3 separate regions of the Zea mays genome follow, and regions 1 and 3 are each linked to region 2. Evidence: chromatin contacts called from public Hi-C data. All regions are on one chromosome and are shown on one strand. Each heading gives the region's core, a stretch centred on a gene start, on an enhancer-like site or on the middle of the called end of the contact. The rest is flanking DNA. Distances are from core to core; before and after follow the strand shown. Region 1 holds the start of LOC100500945 (necrotic4). Region 2 holds the start of LOC100192795. Region 3 has its middle 30 kb from the start of LOC103645961.

What was found. A called contact is a pair of places that touch in the nucleus more often than the background predicts.
Region 1: a Hi-C map of leaf shows a contact between it and region 2, with 6 times the contacts expected there. The contact joins the promoter of LOC100500945 here to the promoter of LOC100192795 in region 2. A contact is called at or near these places in 4 of 25 Hi-C or Micro-C datasets (ear, endosperm, leaf and 1 more).
Region 3: a contact with region 2 is called in a Hi-C map of ear, with 4 times the contacts expected there. The contact joins the enhancer-like site here to the promoter of LOC100192795 in region 2. A contact is called at or near these places in 2 of 25 Hi-C or Micro-C datasets (ear and tassel).

Annotation. Positions count from the first base shown.
Region 1 is chr2:11,060,171-11,063,026 of Zm-B73-REFERENCE-NAM-5.0, forward strand. LOC100500945 (necrotic4) reads right to left here and starts at 1,268. Exons shown (of 8, transcript NM_001195848.1): 1 at 527-1,268. The coding sequence starts at 1,084.
Region 2 is chr2:11,246,877-11,249,576 of Zm-B73-REFERENCE-NAM-5.0, forward strand. It overlaps LOC100192795, which reads right to left and starts at 1,263. Exons shown (of 5, transcript NM_001137988.1): 1 at 1,147-1,263.
Region 3 is chr2:11,378,143-11,380,876 of Zm-B73-REFERENCE-NAM-5.0, forward strand. It overlaps the pseudogene LOC100383903. Among protein-coding and RNA genes, the nearest start is that of LOC103645961, 30 kb to the right of the region's middle. Within about 2 kb of position 1,344, at least 17 of the 20 cell types and tissues checked have an H3K27ac peak or open chromatin away from gene starts, as enhancers often do. A contact at or near this core is called in ear and tassel, where this site is marked.

The sequences.
Region 1 (2,856 bases), core at 18-2,517, 190 kb before region 2:
TAAATTGACTAAAAATTTCATAAACATGAATAGTAGAAGAGCAGCATTATCATTATAACAAACCAAAAGGCATGGTACACATAGGGGTGGTAATGGATCGCGATCCAAATGCTTATTCACAAAATGGTAGGGCCCTAAATAAATTTTAGTTCAAAAATGAATAGAAATAGGGTCCGATCCTAATACGATCCGATCCTTAAATCTTATAATGCAAAATTTAGAGCACATTGTCACCCCTAGGTACACATCAAGTATAGTAGAACAAACGAGCTACAATAGCAGGGTATCTAAAGAAAACTATGCATTTCAAGTCATAGCAGTGAAAAGATGAACCATATAGCTACAATAGGGTCATTATCTGATTATAGTATGCAATGAGCAATATCTAGAAACAAAAAATGGGAATATGTACACTATGACTGCGCTCAGGAAGCCAAAACAGACAAAAAAAAATGCTAAGGTGCCAACAGGTCTACAGGTACAGGTTCGTCAATCGTCTAGTCAATGCAGCAGGAAAGACATTTACCGAACTAATCCCCGCGGCGAAGAATGGCACGGGGCCAGGCTTGTGGCCATCCGCGGCGGCGGCCCCGTTCTTGGCGGCCTCCCCCTTGGCGGCGCGGTAGGCGTCGGGCGGCATGACCCCGTAGACGACGGAGACGTTGACCCCGGCCTTCTCGAAGACGCGGCCGTCCTGCAGGACGCGGCTGATGCCACCGCCCCCGCCAGGGCGCGACCAGACGTCCTCGACGAAGCGCGCGCCGCCGCCGTCGGCCTCCTCGAGCGCGGCGCAGACCTCCCCCTGCACCCGCCGGATCATGGCCTCGAACCGCGCCCGCACGGACCCGGACCCGTGCCCGTCCTCGCGGAGGAACGTCGGGGGCGGCTCGCTCTCCGGCGTCTCCTTCTCGATCGCCACCGACGCGCGCACGCGGAGCGCGCGGCTGCTGCGGCGGGGGGCGAGGCCGAGGCCGCCGCGCGGGAGGTGCGCCTGCACCGGCACACGCCCGCGGAGGCCCGCGGGGGCCGGCGCCGGCGACGGAGCTAGGGTTCGGGACGGGGCGGAGAGGAGGTTGGACGCCATTGGGTTTGGGTGGGTGGGTGGTTTGGTTCGGCGAGTGGTCGATTAGTGGTTTATGTAGGCGGCTGTGGCCGCCGGTGGGCGGCGCGGGCGGGATGCGGCCCGCGGTTTTGCAGCTGGTGAGGGAGGGTCAAAAGGGGAGGGAGGGGGAGGGGGGAGCGAGAGCGAGCTCCCGGGTTATGCTATGCTGCTCCTCCTCTGCTCCAAGGGGATAAGGAAACGGATCATGTTTGTTCGGGTTCGGCGCTCTCGCGATTTTCAGATTCTGCGAAAGGGATGCCTGCTGTGACGGTTTAGGATGGCTTTTAAAGTTTAACAACAACGAGACGCTAACACTTCAAAGTTCAAACAACAACAAGGTGACGGTAAAAAATGCCTCTGAGGTTGGATTTACAATCCTGTTTCCATTCATGTTCCGCATGTTTGGTTGGCTTCTTCCGATAGCCCGGCTGTATGAGTCAGGTCGGCGCGAGCCTGGCTCCAAAAATGCGGCCAATTTGCCCGCGTCTGTAGAGCCTGGCTCATGGTGCTTTAACTTTAAGTATCATACGAGTCTGACTCCATATCTGCACGCAGGTAACCAAACACACACCTTACACGCGTAGAGTCTGGTTGACAACAATCAAACAATAGCTCATTGCATCTCGCGATGTAAGCACCAGCAAATATAGGCAACCAAACACATGAGTTCTGAACCTGTTATGTTCACTCAGTCGTTGTAATTAAGGTAGGTTTATATGGTCAAGTGATAATAGATCTCCGACTCGGACCCCTCCTGGCCTCCATAATGACAAGGAATATAAGAAGCTGTATATACAGGTTCTTGTGTTCACTAGACCAGGTCACTTGTTTCTGAAAAACAAAGCGAAACATTGGTCGCGATAATTGAAAGAAGAAAAAAAAGGGTCGATTACTAATATAATGTCGAAGTCAAACCGTGGAAGATACAAGTCTATGGGTTCCAGATCAGGCTTTATTTTTCAGGCACCGATTGTATACTCTATCCAAGAACCTGTCACAGATTGTACACTCTATCCAATAACCTGTCAAACCGCTATTCAGCCACCCGTAGGGATTAGGAAAGGGTACGTAGAAATTGAGAACGCTGCCAACATCTCATAGTCTCCAAGTGCAAAGGCAAAGGAAATGGATACATAGTAATGTTAGAATCACAAGATCTCTAGGAGTAGACTAGTGGGGTAATCTGTTTTTTATCGAGTAATTTCGCGTTCCTAATTTCTTGGAAAAAACAACATTAGATTGTTACGGTCCGTGGGAAGCGCAGGCGTGTTGGAGGATGCAGATCCGTCCGCCATCAGGTTCGTGATGAAGGTCGGTGCAGCGAGGTTGTGACGGTGTCTTCGCGTCACTGGTTGCGCACCCTCTCTCAGATCGATGTTAGGGTTTGTCGGTGAGGAGTACGGCTCTAGCGAACTACGTCATCTGAGCCGCCGGACCCCACCCTTTTTATTTACAGTGTAGTATGAGAGTGTGTGACAGAGACCCACCAACCATATAGAGTTGGGCGTCCCCTACCAAGGCGCAATCAAAGGCCCAAAATGTTCGTTGAGCCATCTTGGTGAAGATCAATCCAACAAGTAAGACACAACGATAGTCTCTCGCTACATCGGCATGATTTTTATCTTGACTCTACATCCGTGCACCACAAACCAAGATACATGTTGCACAAATATACTTAGGCCTTAGTTAATCCGTACGACTTGGCACAAGATGGTACACTTGTTGACAATTACTCGTCGCAATCATATACCACA
Region 2 (2,700 bases), core at 13-2,512:
CTCGGTTCAACACTAAGCTACTCCTCAGCACAGCCTACCACCCTCAAACCGATGGCCAGAGCGAGAGAGTAAACCAATGCCTCGAGATGTATCTCCGCTGTGCAGTTGCTGAAACTCCAAAGAAATGGAAACGATGGTTGGCGTTAGCCGAATTCTGGTATAATACATCCTTCCATACATCCTTAGGATGCTCCCCATTCAAGGCAATCTATGGCTATGATCCAGACTGCTCTTTTCTTCCAGCGTCTGCGGCCAAACCAGACCCAACAGCTGAAGATTTTCTGTGGGACAGGGAAGTGCAGACTGACAGACTCAAACAGCATCTCGCAGTGGCTCGCAACCGTATGAAAATTCAGGCCGACAAACACCGGATCGACCGTCAGTTCCAAGTTGGGGATCAAGTTCTGCTCAAGCTCCAATCATACACTCAGCACACAGTGGCCAAGCGTATTTGTCCCAAGCTTGCATACCGTTACTATGGGCCATTTTCAGTTCTTCAGAAACTAGGCGCAGTTGCTTACAAACTAGATCTTCCAGCAACTTCTCAAATTCATCCAGTCTTCCACGTCTCTCAGTTGAAACCATTTACTCCAAACTATACTCCTGTGTTTACTGAGCTCCCCACTCTAACAGATCTGTCGGTCCAAGGGACTGAACCCCTTCAGGTGCTCGATCGTCGCATGGTAAAAAAGGGACACAAGGCAATCGTCCAGGTGCTCATCAGGTGGAAGAATCTCGACCCTGCTGCCACCACATGAGAAGACTACACGGTGTTGAAGCATCGCTTTCCTGAAGCAGTTGCTTGGGGCCAAGCAACACCTGAGGCCGGGGGAGATGTCACGGCAGACACTGCCGGACTGGAGGAAGCAGCCGGACTGGAGGAAACAGAGACTGAGAGCCGGGACGCCGAACGGTGAACACTATCTACCATCTGGAATAGAAAACCACAAACCTAGCAGCCCTCCGGCTGATCCAGCGTCTTCCTCGCCATCGCCGACACGCTCACCGGCGATCCACTGCTCGGCTCACGTCCGGCGTAGGCGCGTCGTGGCCACGGGTCGTCACAATCTAACCCTAGAACCGCCCCCGGCCGCCGGACGGAGCTGCAGACCCGCTGACCCCCGAATGAAAACCGAGGTAACTTACCGGTCGCAGCGTCCGTGCGCCCCGCTCGCCTGACGCCGCGTGGATGGAGTGGACCGATCTCCGCGCTGCCGGGACGGTGGTGCTTGCGCGCTCTTCGGCGGGCAGGGCGAGATGGGGAATCGGGATTGAGATCGGCTGCCTTCGCCCTTTGAAGGTAGAGCACGCACTCAGCTGCTCTCTACCGTTGGATGAATCGGACGGCTGCTAAAACATGCTGCTACGGGAGATAGGCGAAGTGAAGGGAAAGACCTGCATTTATTGCTGTATGGAGGGAAAATGCCTCCTTCTTACTCTGTTTTGGCGCCAGAAATCTCCATTCTGCAACCTGAGCTCTATCTCTTCTTCCTTTTCTCTTTCTCACGCTGAGATAACATCCCTAATGGAAGAAGATCCAAACAAGAATTACCAAGAAGACAAAAGGTAAATAATACAACTATCATACTTATTATTCTTATTCTGATTTTTTTATAGTTTACGAAGACTGCTAAGCTGCTAGCTTGTTCTCTATTTTTAGACAATCTGTAGCTCTTGTTAAGAATGGAGAGGTGGGAGATGATCCTGGAGGCAGCAGGTCAAAGACACAACTCTTATGTTTGTTGTTCTTCTATTTTTTTTATCGCTCATAAGGAAAACTAATACCCCGCTCTTGATGTTTTAGACATGACGTACTTCCTGTTATGGTGCCTGAAATTGGTATGAAGTTTCAAGATGAGGCAGAGGCTTGGAATTTTTGGAATACATATGGAGGTAACATTGGTTTTGAGGTTAGAAAGAGATATGCAAACAAAAGAAAATCTGATGGAATAGTGAGATCATTTAGATTTGTTTGTGCGAAAGAGGGTCAGCGGAAACAAGATAAAAGAAGTCATCTTGTAAAACGGCCGCGAGCTGAAACTAGAACTAAATGTCCAGTACGAATGAGCCTTATTCTAGATCGAGAGATAGGAGATTATGAAGTGTCTGATCTTATTTTAGACCACAATCATGCTCTTTACCCACCAGAAACACTCCACTTGATGTCATCACAAAGAAATATTAGTTGGATTCAACCATTTTAGAGAAACAGTAGTTTTTGGTGCAGCTCTTATGTATGACGAAACGTTTGAGTCCTTCAAGTGGTTGTTTGAGACCTTTTTAAAAGCCCACAATGACAAGCAACCTCGTACAATATTTACTGATCAGGATAGTGCAATGGGTAAGGCAGTTGAAAAAGTGTTCATTGAGGCATGGCATGGATTATGTTCCTTCCACATAATGCAAAATGTTGTCAAACATTTACCTCAGCCTGAGAATGAAGGCTCACATTTACTATCTGATTTTAGTGCATGCATGTTTGAGTATGAAGATAGAGAAAAATTTGAAGATGCATTTAACGCCCTAAGGAGCAAGATGCACAAGCAAACATGGTTGGACAGTATCTACAAGCTTAAGGAAAAGTGGGCTGAATGCTACATGAAAGATGTCTATACATTGGGAATGAGAAGCACCCAATTAAGTGAAAGTTTGAATAGTGACTTGAAAGATCATTTCAAATCTGTTTTTGATATGATTCGG
Region 3 (2,734 bases), core at 94-2,593, 130 kb after region 2:
TCTTTGCATGAGTTTTCCCCCTGTTTGGGTTTCTCATTCAAAGTTTTTAACGAGACAACATCAACACAAGGCCTATGTCGTATCATCTATTTTCCCATGGAGGTTTTCAAGGATGATACATTATGACATAGCTATTGTTGCATTTGAACTAGGTTATGGGCTTATCTCCCTAGAGTTCAAATGGATCAACAATAGAGTATGACTACTCTCCTTATTTTTCCCATTGGGTTTTTAAGGAGACTCGGCTAATATGTTGATTTCTCAGATTTTCTGAATAGATTATCTTGGAGAAATATTAGCCTGAGTTATGTCTCATCATTTATTTTCCCCACGGGGTTTTTGAGATGATGGTTGTAGACATATTAGTGTTCTTTGGGCTAGATGTCCATGGGAGAATAATGTTATACCATGGTTCAATTGAACCACCGACAATTATCTATAAGGATAATTGAGCTTGTGTTGTTCAGATGGAAACAGGTTATATCAAGAGCAACATTAATAAGCATATTGCTCCTAAATTGTATTATCCATCTTGCAAACAAAGTTTTGTGATAATCTTGCCGATCTATTCACAAAATCTCTACCATACTCAACGTTTTCAGAATTGTGTTGAGGTGATTGGTATGAGAAGACTTAAGTGCTTGCAAGGATCAGGGGGAGTAATTCTCCATGATATTTGACCTGTTTTGTACCATCATATTACACTCTTTTCTTTGTATGAGTTTTGCCTTGTAAGGTTTTCTCATCCAAAGTTTTTAACGAGGTAATATCAACTAAGCTATATGCTTCATCATTGATTTTTCCCCATGGGGGTTTTTATGAATGATGATTACAAGCATATTTTCTTTTGGAGTTCGAGTGAGATTATTCTCATTATCCAAAAGACATTGTGTACTCCATATTTTTTCCCACAGGGTTTTTGATGAGATAAGATCTTGAAAGAACAGCTGACAGATCATCAAATGAAGTTGGATTGATCAAGCGGGAGTGTTACAAAATATTACATATGTGATCAATCCAAGGGGTGCGACATTTTTCCCCAAGGGACACACCCCTTGGGATACACCCCTTCACTTGTATATAAGTGTAATGATCTCTGGAATACAAACGTTGTCTGTCATTCTCTCCATTCTCTATGTCTCGTTACCACTGAAATTCAATACACTCGATTATTCTACACCTCCTGTGCGGCGCGCGCACGTGTCACATGACCCGCTCCGTGGCCCACGGGTCTCGTCTCTCGTGTGGCCGGGCTCCGGCGAGGATATCCTAGGACGTGCACACGTGGGCCCAAGCCACGACCGACCAAGCAGGACCAGCCGATCGGCCACCCCAGGCCGGCAGGCTACCATCCACCACAGCTCGGCCCACAGGGGGGCAAGCCGACGAGCGATCCCAGAGACTCTCAACAAGTCAACCAGCAACAGCTCCAACGCGTCGCCCATTATTGCTACGCGCACCAAAAGAAAATGAAAAGTTGTTGTTGTTTCGTAGCCACTAACCACGAAAGGCTGTTTGTTTATTTCCGTGCGTTCGTATCATATCAAATATTTAGATATTAATTATAAGTATTTTACATAGACTTAATTAGGTTTAGTAAGTTTATCTCACTTTTTAGTCTTGATATGTGCAATTAGTTTTATGTATAATTATCATTCAAATATTTGATGTGACAAAGAATCAGGTGAAACCAAACACCAGGAAGTAGGGAAGATAATAAAGTGAGCGCAATAGTCGCTAGGCTGTCAAGGACATGGAGTACGCTTGTAGCTAGCGCGTGTCTGCTTGTCCGAATCTACCAGAGCAACAACGGCGCACGACTGAACACAATAAGAATATCTCCATTCTCCAACATATATCTATTTTATACTCTATTTTAAACTTCTCTCTACAACAATGCTATATATAATTCCGTGTCTTCTATTTCCTATGCTCTAATAGAGACAGTCTAACAACTGCTGTTTCGTTAGACTAGCTGGACAAAGCAGTATGCCGTTCCCGCGCCTTTTGTTGTTTTAGGGAGAGATTGCTTACACCCATGTACTACCGTTGAGCTGGTTTCATATAGATAATACTAGTAACTGGCGCGCGCAGACGACCTGCGCGCGTGGGCAAAAATTGTAGTATAAGTGATAACATTTTGAGCAAGATATACATATACTCATCTAAATAGAGTTAGGTAAATTATCGTGTTTCAACATTTGAAATCAAGTTGTTATATTTATAAAAATTGTCTTGAAAAGGATGAATATATATATATATACACATAATTGTAGAGAACATACAAAAATAAACACCCTAGAACTTCAAAGGTTGTTGATGGTAGAAGGCAACATTCAGTTTTGGGAAGATTTCTTGGGAGTTTTTTCTCGGATACTCATGTGTCCTTCTTGAACCTGTTGGTGAATTATGGAAAAAATAGTGAGTTGGTACATATATTTTCATTTATGGACTGATTTGTATTTGTATCTTTTTTCACAAATGGAACTTTATGTAAAGATACAAGAAGAACTTTAAGCAGAATCATAAGTGCAGGTTTTGACTCACCATTATCATAACAATTGTTTTATAGATTATTGTTAAGTCTTAACAAAGTAGAACATGACATACATGATGCCTGTGAAGTTTGTTGTGTCCTAGAATTAGAGCATTAGACTAGAAATAGTATGGTATGCACATTGGACATGAAGCGTCTGTTCGGCATACAATATAGTGAGATTACTAATTAGAAATA